4 separate regions of the Mus musculus genome follow, and all the other regions are linked to region 2. Evidence: chromatin contacts called from public promoter capture Hi-C data. All regions are on one chromosome and are shown on one strand. The core of a region is the stretch at or near the end of the contact, and the rest is flanking DNA. Distances in the headings are between cores, read along the strand shown.

Region 1 (2,700 bases), core at 28-2,527, 350 kb before region 2:
AATGAGCTAGAAGTGGAAATATATATCACTCCTTGGGCACAGTGGGATCTATATTGAATGAACAAACACTCGGCAAGAAATATATATCTAGAGCAGTGAACTCTTCAGAGATGAATGCTACTGACATTTGCAAAGAGTAAGAAGTCATGACATCATAACTGAGTGTCCCCCAGTGAGCTCACTGTGAAGTGTTTCTCATCGTTGAGACAGGTTGGAGGCTTCTAATAACATTCATCTGTTCTTCTGACTGTCAAAGGAATTTACTGGGCGTTTACACAAGCAAGAAAGAAAAATTAGAAAAGAGACCAGTCTTCACTCTTCTTAACACAAAGACTATCCCCTGTAGGGCTTCCGGGCCAACAGAAGTTCCCCTAAAATAATTTAAGCACCTTTTCATCAAAAATATTGAACCATCAATAACAGGTCCTCTTTTTCCCTTACATATCATGAACTGACTGAAGCAAGAATGATACTGAATGAGACAAGGCAAAGGTTTAATCCATAATAATAAATCAGTCCTTGTATTCAAATCTCTCTTCCTTTATCAAAAGTGGTTTGGATGGTTTTTATAAACCTTGTTTGTGATCATATTTTTTTTCACACCCAACAGACAGTCATGAAGAATCACAGTTGTCCAATCATCTGAATGTCATTTTAAACATTAAGCATCCCCTGTGTTCAATGATGAAATAGCCCTTCTGGTTTGAAGACAGAGCGGAGTCAGAGGGAGAGAGACTAGAAAGAAGAAAGTATTACTTTTTACTTGTCTTCAGAAAATGTTAAATCATCCAAGCACAGATGAGTGAGAGAGAACAGTGAAGAGGTGGAATAATGAGCTGATAATAACACTCAGTAGTTCATAAGCAGCTGGTGAATATCATGGTGTGGTGTGGAGGATGGAGCACCCTGAGGAATGTCATAGTGTGGTGTGGGGGATGGAGAAGGAAATCACTGTGGGCTGGTGGTCAGGGGGAGCCACAAGAAGGAGAGGGATTACCAAGATCAAGCAGGAGAATGAGATTGACATGATGTGCAGAAGAAGGTGGGAGGCATCTTACCAAAGTAGGCAAAGCCTGTACAGATCAAAACTACAAGAAGCTGGATAAAGAAGCCAGAAGGGTGTAGACCACGGCGTGGCTTCATTTGTTTGAAGACTCTTGATGACATGTTTGGTAACCATCCTGTCTCTCTGGAACAATTCCCAGACGTGTATTGACAATGCATTTGTGAGGAGCTAGATGTGTTAGGAGAAAAGAGACAAAGCTTTTGTTCCACATTCCAGTCTCCTGCTTACAACTTCAGCAAAAAATAGGTTTAAGTGATGAATGTAGCTATACAGTTCTGTTAGCTCTCGCTTCCTAAAAATTAAAATTGATAATAGTAATAATGATAACACAAAAGGTTTAGGGAATGAAGACGCAGGGATTTATTTCTTCACAGTGCTCCAGAGTAGAAGTCCAAGGCTAAGGTTCCACACAATAGTTTTGATGCAGTCTCTCCTGTGGCTTATTATAGTCAGCTACCATCTAACTACATATCCTGGTCCCTTTCTCTCTGTGTGAATGTGTATACTTTGTGTCTTTATGTACACCCACTTTTGTGTTCTTGTGCAGACACAAGTTGCATGCAATTAGGACTCACACTGATGACCTTACTTTAACTCTGTCATTTCTTCAAGGAAATGACATCTGAATAAGTTACACTCTAAACTAATGGGTGTTCGTTCTTCAGCAAGTGCAGTGGAGAACTAATGTAACTCACATGAGTAACATGTGAATGTATACAAATCCACATATATTGAGCCATTTAAACGACACTCACAACATGGCAACACTGTGACAGACATGCAAGCAACAGATATGTTAATAAACATTATCCTTAAAATAAGGATTTATACAGTAAGTACATATGAAAATTTAAACTCCAACATTCTGCAATACAGGGGAGTTGTAAATTTGCATCAGGAAATGAACATTGATCTTTCTAGCCTCTCTATAGGACTGAAGAAATATAACTGTAATTAAACATGGTGGCGTTTTGTTAAAACATAGTAATAACATGAAGATAAGGCGGAAAGTTATGGTCAAACATCTAGGATTTGGATACTGACGGGGGGACTAGGAAGGACCAAGATTGTGGCTTCCACAGAGATCTGTTCCAAGGAAGAAAAGCCAGGAGTTCATAGTTGTGAGCAACCAGATAAATAAGGCCTGAGAAGGTCCTATTTGACGTGGTACTTCAGAGGATACCCACGGATTTCAGAAGAACAATGTGTATTACTCCAGGATCATTAAATACAGATCTAGTGAGCTGAAAGGTGAATGGGAAATCAAAGATCAAGAAATTCTATTTTAAAAAGTCTAAGAGCAGCATAAGGAAGACTTGGGGGAAGTAAAACAAAGAGTTTTATTTTCTTTTTGTTTTTAAAAGATAAAACTAGAGTTTTAGTCAGCAGAAAAAAACTAAGTTCTGTCAGATGAGTGAGACAGTGTTCTGGGGAGGTCTGTGATACCTGGTCATACTTGCTGGGTACTGTGTTTGTTATCCTTGCTCTCAGTGAACACTAAACTTAGTGGGAACATGGACAGTTACTCAAACATACTTACTATAATCTTGATTTATCCAGGGGGAAGGAATACAAAGAATGAGAAGCCCAACACACCCTTAGGAATCTGGAAAGATCGTTGAAAGGTGGAAGCT
Region 2 (2,700 bases), core at 107-2,606:
AGAGGATTGTTCTCTAAGCTGGCAAGCAGCCATCCAAGAGCCACTTAGAAGGACATTATGCTCCAGCCTCACCATTCCTGAAAAACTATGTCTGCACTCCCGGATCCCCTATTCTTTGGATTTCCACCACATAATTTAAGTTCAAGACTCGACCTCTCTCCCTCGACACCCTGGTTATTCCATAGCTGTTCTTTAGTGTCTGCTCCAAATACCTCATCACACAATGCTAGGCACTGTGCAGAATGCACATCAGGATGGCCGTGGACATGGCTGAAGGTGACAGGGGGTGGCAAGAAACAGTGAAGCATGGGAAAGAAACCAACTCAAGACACCCCCCCCCCCCGGTGGGTATCCAGCGGTTTCTCACCCTTCACCCAAATTCGCTGCCCACCCTTTGGAAAGCCACTGCCAAACAGCTAAGGGAGCGCGACGCGGGACTGGCGGGGTCAGGACTTGGGGGAAGGGAGTGGGGTTCAGGAAACCAACAGACGCGGGACAGTACCTGGTGTGGCTGTGGTTGCGGGGACAATCCTTCTTCTCCATGATGGCCGGCACGCAGTTGGTGAGCTCGGTCCAGTCGGCATGCAGCCCGCAGCTCCAGCCGGTGGAGAAGCGGGAGAAGAGCCAGGTCTCCTTCTTGCCCGGCCGGTGGCAGGTGCACTTTTTCTGGCCAGCTTTGCAGCTGCATGGCTGCTCCAGACGAATGTTCTTCACCAGGTGCCGGCCGAACGTGGTGCCCCCGGTCTTCTGGATGTGCAGGAACACGATCACATCCCGCCCTTTGATGTTGAAGTCCACGAAGCGGGTCAGGTCCTTGAGGGTGAAGTTGAATCGAGGCACGAACCGGGGCAGGGAGCCGTTTTCGGGCGCCTCGGGGTCCGGCTCCTCCTCTTCTTCCTCCTCCTCCTCCTCCGGGTCCCCGGGATCCTCATCCTCATCCTCGGGAGCCGCGACCCCACGAGACCCCTCGGGCGGTCCCCGGGGTGGCGGTGGCAGCTGGGGCCGCCGCTCCCACTCATCAAGGGGTGCTTGTGCCCGTCGGGCAGGACTCGGGACAGCGGGCGGGCGGGCCTCCCCGGAGCGGAGCTGCTCCCCGAAGTTGGTGCATGAGCTGGTGCAGGAAGGGGACACGTACTGGTACATGATGACCACGAAGAGGAGAGTGAGCACCGGCGTCAGCAGCCACTTGTTGAACCTTTCATCCATGGTCCCGTTCTCAGGCCGGCAGGTGAGGTGGCTGCGGCGCCAGCGGCGCGATCGGGCGCCTGCTCGGAAGTTTCGGGGACTCCGGGGCGCGGCTCGGAGCCCGCCGCTCCTCCATGCCCCTGCCGCCGAAGAGAACGGCTGTCTGGCTGCCCCGCCGCACTCCGGGGTTGGCAGAGCCGGGGCCTACGAGCGGAGCCGAGAAGACGGGCGCCGGCGCCGGCGGCTGTGGCGTGGGGCTCCTCTCGATCCCTGGGGCGCCGGGCTCCAGCCGGCTCCTCTTGTACCTGGACGCGGCGCTCTCAGGCGACACGGAGCATCCCGCCGCCGGTCGGTAGACGCTCAGGCGCTGCGGTGCGGGGTTCGTGTCCCGGACCTTCCCGGGGCAGCTGCGGTGGCGAGCACAGGAGCTGCATGAGGCTCACCAGGGCGCGGGCCAAGGGCGAAGGCTCGGCCCGGTCCCGCAGCCCCAGCCCTCCGCGTGCACCGCGCCCGGCACCTTTGCCCACGGGTCCCTGGGCGCCGAGAGCCCGCCGCAAGTTTGCAAAGCCGCCCCTCGGCGGCGGCGAGCAAGACGCCTCTGCGGAGCCGCCTCCCGGGCAAATCGCACTACTGCTCCGGGTCCGCCCGCCCAGGCGCAGGCAACGCGCACACACTCGCTCACGCGGGCTGGCACCGCCACAACCCGCCAGCCGGTGTGACAGGAGCCCTGCTACCCGCAGCAAAAAAACCTGCCCTAGGTACGGAGCATGCGCCAAAGCCTTCCTCAGCCCCGGAGGAGTTTCCAGGGGAGGAGTCCACGGCTCCGCGGGGCTCGCGGGAGGCTGCTGGGGGTGGGAATCCCTTCAGCCTGGAGCCTAGGGAGATCTGGCAGAAAGGCTACCGCGGAGCGAGAACAGGCCCCATGGAGGGCGTTGCTAGCGATGATCTGATTCCTCTAAATTGCAACATTGGCAGCTTTCTCAGTGTGAGAGTGGACAGAAACCTGGTTGGTCTTGTTTGCAGGAATAAAACACCCCTATGGCAGAAAGTCTCACGCAGACTAAACAGGCGGTTGCTTGTCCTTCCTCAGCAGGGTACATAGGTTCCAGACTTCATTTACTGCCTCCCAACACGCTCAAACTGATGCTCCAGTTTGTTCCAAGCTTCCTCAACTATGAACTTAGTAGGTCCAACACTACAACTTTATTCAACCAGCAACCATTAAAAAGCCTGCTTTATAAAGAGATTTGTGTTTGATGCGAACTCCCTTTCCATGGCTCCAAGACGCAGCCCTGCAGGATATAAGTCCTAAAATCCATTCCATTAACACAAAGTGGGCTCTTCGATGTTCAAGACTCGCCCTTTTCCCACCCCAGTAAGAAGCAACATCAGCTGCCCTCACCTGTGTTCCACAGTGAAGACCTCCTTCGTTGTCCACCGAGGTTTTCATTAAAAAACTTCTTTCGAGTGTGTACATTTTGAATTTGCCCCAGGATCCAAACTTCTTTGCTTAAA
Region 3 (2,700 bases), core at 65-2,564, 330 kb before region 2:
AACATGACTCTCTTTCATTGTCTTCAAAGATGGACCACAACTCTCCCATAGAAATCCTTGTAAGCAGGAGAAATGCCAAACACAGTCCCTGCCGATGCAGAGTGAGATTAGCTAGAGCTGACCATTGGACAGGCAGAAAGTCACTGTGTGGTGGCTGCTATAGTCCACTCGGAAGTGTAAACTGAAGCCCCAGCTGGGGCAGAAGTCCACAGGCTGCTTGTGACTCTGAGCTATGGCTGTCATAAGAACTAGGTTATCAGGCTTTCTGTCTTAGAGGCTGTAACTCTTGATCCAATGGTTCTTTCTTTGCTTTGTGTCACTGAAGAGCTAATACATGACCAAGCATTTGGTAGAATATTCCATTCCCAGGAGAAGAAAAGAAACACGAGGAAGAGACTGGATCTCACAATACCCTGGAGGTATCCTATAAGGATATAAGACCTCTGATTATGCCCTGATTTTTAGGAGGTTACTCTGCTCTACCATAGCTCCAAACTGGGGAGGGACTAAGTCTTTAAGAGACATTCTCCAAAAGACAGCATGATCTTCTATGCAAATCCATGTCTACACACCCCTCCCTCTCTTTGTTTTTCTCTCTCATCAAAATACCTTTGGTTCTGCCATAACTATACCTCACCACTCTGCCTTCTCTGTCTAGGTCCAATGAAATGCAAAATAGGCAGCTTTGCTTTCCTGTGTTCCACTTTTCAAACTGATCTTTCTTTTCTCCCACACTTTTATGCAGCTTTAGTACTAAGGTCTCTTCTTGCCATAGACACTTGAAGCATGGCTTCACATCAAAACAGAAAAGAAACTCATAATTAGTGATTTACATTTGTTGACTAATTATACTTCAACTGAAAAGCATTCATACTAAATTGTTACCACTGAATATTTTTATGATCTTTTCTTTTCCTCTATAATTACAGAATAAAAGGCTTTTCTGCTCAATAAAGGGATTTCAGGCATCTGCCTATTCAATTGACACTAGCAGAAATGTTGGACTTAGGATCTGCAGAAAGCCTCAAGACAGCCCATCAGTCACGGAGGCAGTTATTGAGGCGCTCTTTGCCCCCGTGCCAAGCTCCAGGCTTCTGGAGGTACAGACATGGGTCACATCTCTCCTGCCTTAAAAGGACAGCCAGTCAGCAAGAAAAGGTTTGATCTTTGCAAGGTGGGGGCCACAAGGTTTCTGAGGTATGGAATGACTCAGTGAAGCCCAGCACTGCAGCTGAGAAGCCAGAACCCAGCATGAAGCTGAGAGCATGGCCCTGCTGCTGCCTAGCTGATTTTCTTGTGTGCCTGCAGGCTCGACTTGCCTCCCCTCCTCCAGCCATTTCTTCCCCTGCTCGGTGTTTGCAGCATTTGAGTCATAGCTGAATCATCCAACTCCATGCAACTCTTATGACACTTGCCTGGAACAGGCAGAGAGGAGGTTTGCATGGTGGAACCCAGCAATGGAGCAGACTTATCCTTGCTCACAACCTCAAATTCCATTTCCAGGCTTTGTACTAGAGCTTCTTAAAGATGAAGCTCAGAACTCACTGGAAAAGACCAAAGGCACATAATCACAACTACAATTACAACTATACACACACAAAGAGGGGGGCTGGACTCAATCTTCATGATTTGTAGATTGCCTCTATGTAAAATAACTTACCCAATAAATTTATTTGCAACACCAAAGCACTTTTGTGGTCACTCATGACATATATTCAATGTGACAAAAAGAATAAGAAATAAAAATAAATGTAAATTAGTGGATGTATATCTTCCCAACAGAGATCAGCAGCTTTCCTCGTGGCTCCATATATTAGTTGACTCTGAAAGCAAGTGTCCTCTTTACAGTCTACTCAGTGCCATGTTTTCTGAAGTCCTGAGCTTTCTCTTAGCAATTTTACTATTGGAGGCGGTGTGAGGAGTCGTATTAAAATCGTTGTCTGATCTTCCCCAGCTCACCAAGGCAAAAAACGAGCCTTAGGGCAAAGATCTGCATTACATGGCTTCATTCACGCCTGTGTACAAGTGAAGCTGTGCTGCCACTTAATCATTGCACACATTTATGTAAGGCACCTCTGCAAAGAAACACACAGGAAGCAAGGTCTTGTATTCAGCAGCAAATGGATATGTCATGACCCAAAGAACTAAACCAATATTCTCCCTAGAAACATTGGTATGCGCTAATTCAGAGATTAGGGAAACTGCATAGAGCATAACAGCTATGAATAATGAAAATAGACCTTCTCTGTATAAAAACATATATATGCATATGTGTAAATATATATGCATGTACAATATATTTAAGTCACTGTGTATTGCTATATAATAAGTAATATTGCATTATAGACATTTTTAGTACATTGGATTCTTTACCAGTGCTTGCAATCCATATGTGGCTTTATTCAGTAGATAGCAGCAGCCAGTAAAGTAGTACAAGATAGAAGAGCAAGCCCATTTGAAAAATTATGTGGAAGTCCACAAACTCTAGGATCTCTACCAGTAGCACAACCCAGGGTTTTTATATTCACTTATGCTTTTCCCAGCTAGCAAGGAGGAATAATGTTGCATCAGAATTTAGGCTCACAAAGGCAGGTACCTCTGCCAGTTTTGCTCGGAGCTCCTGGGTCCTGACACGAGCACCTTACTGGTAGTAGTCACTCGGTAACTGAGTGAGAGTATTAATGCACTACTCGACACCAA
Region 4 (2,700 bases), core at 131-2,630, 420 kb before region 2:
TGGGCACCTGACTGACCAGTGAGTTGGACACATCAAACTAGCCTACCAACTAATAGTTACTGTGTGGAGCCTAGGTTACCAGAATCATGAAACTAGTAGAGATTATAAATTAGCATGCCATGTGTTAACCAAAATTAAGAATTCAATTTGGTGAAGAACAGTAAGCCACTTGAATCCTGCCATCAACTCACTGAGGTAGTGTTCCTGAGAATTACTTGAAAATTTGTACCTATTACCCCAACTTGACTTAAGAGGAGGAAGTTCGATATAGCTCTAAACAAGCAATCATAATTTATGATCTATGTATTTGGTCACGTGTCTAAACAGAGAAAAGGTAGGACAGCAGCAAAGGTATAAGGAGCAACATGAATGAAGGTTCGATTCTTCTTTCTTTTTTTTTTTTTTTAATTTTTGCTTCAGGCACCACTAAAATTATGTTAGATGAAAAGTTTCACAATGCATGTGCGCCAAAGGTCCAGGTCATCCACTGAGTAAAATCCAAAGCAATCAAACTCAGGTACCGCAATAAATTATGTTCCTTTTGTTTGTTTTTTTTTTTTCCTACTAAGTATGTACTAGATAAATAAGGAAAGAAGATACTCATTGTCTTAGTCAGGGTTTCTATTCCTGCACAAACATCATGACCTAGAAGCAAGTTGGGGAGGAAAGGGTTTATTCAACTTACACTTCCACATTGCTGTTCATCACCAAAGGAAGTCAGGACTGGAACTCAAGCAGGTCAGGGAGCAGGAGCTGATGCAGAGGCCATGGAGGGATGTTCCTTACTAGCTTGCCTCCCCTGGCTTGCTCAGCTTGCTCTCTTATAGAACCAAGACTGCCAGTCCAGTGATGGTTCCACCCACAAGGGGCCTTTCCCCCTTGATCACTAATTGAGAAAATGCCTTACAGTTGGATCTCATGGAGGCATTTCCTCAACTGAAGCTCCTTTCTCTGTGGTGACTCCAGCTGTGTCAAATTGACACAAAACTAGCCAGTACACTCATATATAGCACTTTTGTCTTGTTTTGTGGTCAGTATGCAAGCAAGATGGCAAGAACTTGAGCTCTCCACAGAGTTTGGTTCAAGTCCTAGTTTGTGGAGCACTCGCCAAGGGCTAAGATCTGCCCTAAATGCTTTGAATCATTAATATTCACAAATATTCTCTGAGGAAGGTTATTAGTGTGTCCACATTTATAGACAAAGACAGCATAGCACAGTTGCACAGCATGCCCAAGGACAGCACCTAATAAGCAGAAACAGCCAGATTTGGAACCCTGGGGATTTGGTTTCAGAATCTCACCCCCGAAGCACATCATCTACTCAGAAAGAAGCACCGATTAATGTGAAAAGTACAAGTGACAGGAGGCATGGAATACACTCTGCTCCACTTTCACTTCCTCGGAAACCAATTTTACATAATATGGGTGTTCAAAGAACAGACACCCTTCTGTTAAGCAAACAGACCATTAGCTTCCAAACAGCAGCATAGGCACAATTTACTAATGATCTCATCAGCCAAAGGCATCAGCAGTTTGACAGATGTAAGTTTTCCATCTCTCTCTCTCCCTCTCGCTCTACCTCCCCCTCTTTTTCCTCCTCCTCTCCCTCCTCCTCCTTCTCCTCCTCCTCCTCCTCTTCCTCCTCCTCCTCCTCCTCCTCCTCCTCCTCCTTCTTCTTCTTCTTCGCATTCTATATTCAGAATTTCTAAAAGTTCACTATACCAAATAAAGAAGTTGCCAAGACATATGATGATTTGTCACTCATTTCATTTACTGATGTCTATAACCTGGTAAATTGTTGAATAATAGGTCACAAGTCATGTTATATTTTAGGGTTTTGTTATTATTGGAACTTTGCTTTGATTTTCTTCATGTTGATCCAAGTATCATTACATCTATGAATAGAAATTGTTTCTCACACACGTGGCCAGAGTGGTCACTCTTCAGATCCAGTCCTTTTTACAACAATCCTAGTATATCAGGGCAACTTGTTAATGTATTATGATATATTCTTCCTAAGTAGAAGGAAAATGTTCAAGACTACTGAGTGTTAGAAAAAAAGAGATTCTACTGTAGTCACCATCTTCTTCATCTAGATTCCTTCAATAACCAGCTAACTTGCTCATATCTATAACTAACACTGACTCTCAGTCTAGTTTTTCTACAGCAGACGATTTGCTCTCATGCTACATTTGAATATATGCACAAGCGTACTGATCACATATTCACTACAAAACTTGCACAGGATCACTACAAATGACCGTGGTAAGATCTACTAGTCCTTAATCTTAAAATGGTGTGGATGTATATAAAATAGAAGTCATGCTTTGGGTTTTTAATTTTTATCTTTTTTTATGGTTAGCCACATGTAGTATGATCCTGAGCAACAGCCACCAGGCAGCTGGCTAACCTCTGAGCAAATGTTCACACTGCACAGCATACCATAGACCACAACCATATGTATGTTCTGCATGTTGTATATTCTCAACACACTTTCAACTTCACAAGAGCTGTATCAGTCATATCCTCACTGGAAGCCATGGAACACCTACAGATGAATGTTCAGACCAACTTTGTTCACTAATCAATGAATGGAAATGATAAAAATTTCTACTAAGAACATATTCACAATATGGTTGAATTATAGAATATCACTCAGCAATAAAAACGACAAAGTGCTAACCTATGGCACAACCTGAAT

Evidence for each region. Promoter capture Hi-C pulls out the DNA fragments that hold promoters and counts their contacts.
Region 1: a contact with region 2 is called in a promoter capture Hi-C map of hippocampal neurons, with 7 times the contacts expected there. The contact joins the enhancer-like site here to the promoter of Hs6st3 in region 2. A contact is called at or near these places in 8 of 39 promoter capture datasets (the 3T3-L1 cell line, embryonic stem cells, hippocampal neurons and 3 more), 2 of 484 Hi-C or Micro-C datasets (cerebral cortex and cortical neurons), 6 of 115 datasets of contacts at active chromatin or transcription factors (craniofacial prominence, embryonic forebrain, embryonic stem cells and 2 more) and 1 of 9 other capture datasets (pancreatic islet).
Region 3: a promoter capture Hi-C map of hippocampal neurons shows a contact between it and region 2, with 6 times the contacts expected there. The contact joins the enhancer-like site here to the promoter of Hs6st3 in region 2. A contact is called at or near these places in 9 of 39 promoter capture datasets (the 3T3-L1 cell line, embryonic stem cells, hippocampal neurons and 3 more), 8 of 484 Hi-C or Micro-C datasets (cerebellar granule neurons, cerebellum, cerebral cortex and 3 more), 8 of 115 datasets of contacts at active chromatin or transcription factors (astrocytes, craniofacial prominence, embryonic basal ganglia and 5 more) and 1 of 9 other capture datasets (pancreatic islet).
Region 4: a contact with region 2 is called in a promoter capture Hi-C map of hippocampal neurons, with 6 times the contacts expected there. The contact joins the enhancer-like site here to the promoter of Hs6st3 in region 2. A contact is called at or near these places in 3 of 39 promoter capture datasets (the 3T3-L1 cell line, cranial neural crest and hippocampal neurons), 2 of 484 Hi-C or Micro-C datasets (both in cerebral cortex), 9 of 115 datasets of contacts at active chromatin or transcription factors (embryonic basal ganglia, embryonic forebrain, embryonic hindbrain and 6 more) and 2 of 9 other capture datasets (embryonic stem cells and pancreatic islet).

Annotation. Positions count from the first base shown.
Region 1 is chr14:119,487,663-119,490,362 of GRCm38.p6, reverse strand. The region is part of intron 1 of Hs6st3 (heparan sulfate 6-O-sulfotransferase 3); the gene reads right to left. Among named protein-coding and RNA genes, the nearest start is that of 1700006F04Rik, 260 kb to the left of the region's middle. Within about 2 kb of position 1,277, at least 9 of the 459 cell types and tissues checked have an H3K27ac peak or open chromatin away from gene starts, as enhancers often do. A contact at or near this core is called in hippocampal neurons, where this site is marked.
Region 2 is chr14:119,136,921-119,139,620 of GRCm38.p6, reverse strand. Hs6st3 (heparan sulfate 6-O-sulfotransferase 3) reads right to left here and starts at 1,356. Exons shown (of 2, transcript NM_015820.3): 1 at 503-1,356. The coding sequence starts at 1,206.
Region 3 is chr14:119,465,740-119,468,439 of GRCm38.p6, reverse strand. The region is part of intron 1 of Hs6st3 (heparan sulfate 6-O-sulfotransferase 3); the gene reads right to left. Among named protein-coding and RNA genes, the nearest start is that of 1700006F04Rik, 280 kb to the left of the region's middle. Within about 2 kb of position 1,314, at least 21 of the 459 cell types and tissues checked have an H3K27ac peak or open chromatin away from gene starts, as enhancers often do. A contact at or near this core is called in cerebral cortex, cortical neurons and hippocampal neurons, where this site is marked.
Region 4 is chr14:119,552,796-119,555,495 of GRCm38.p6, reverse strand. The region is part of intron 1 of Hs6st3 (heparan sulfate 6-O-sulfotransferase 3); the gene reads right to left. Among named protein-coding and RNA genes, the nearest start is that of 1700006F04Rik, 200 kb to the left of the region's middle. Within about 2 kb of position 1,380, at least 5 of the 459 cell types and tissues checked have an H3K27ac peak or open chromatin away from gene starts, as enhancers often do. A contact at or near this core is called in hippocampal neurons and pancreatic islet, where this site is marked.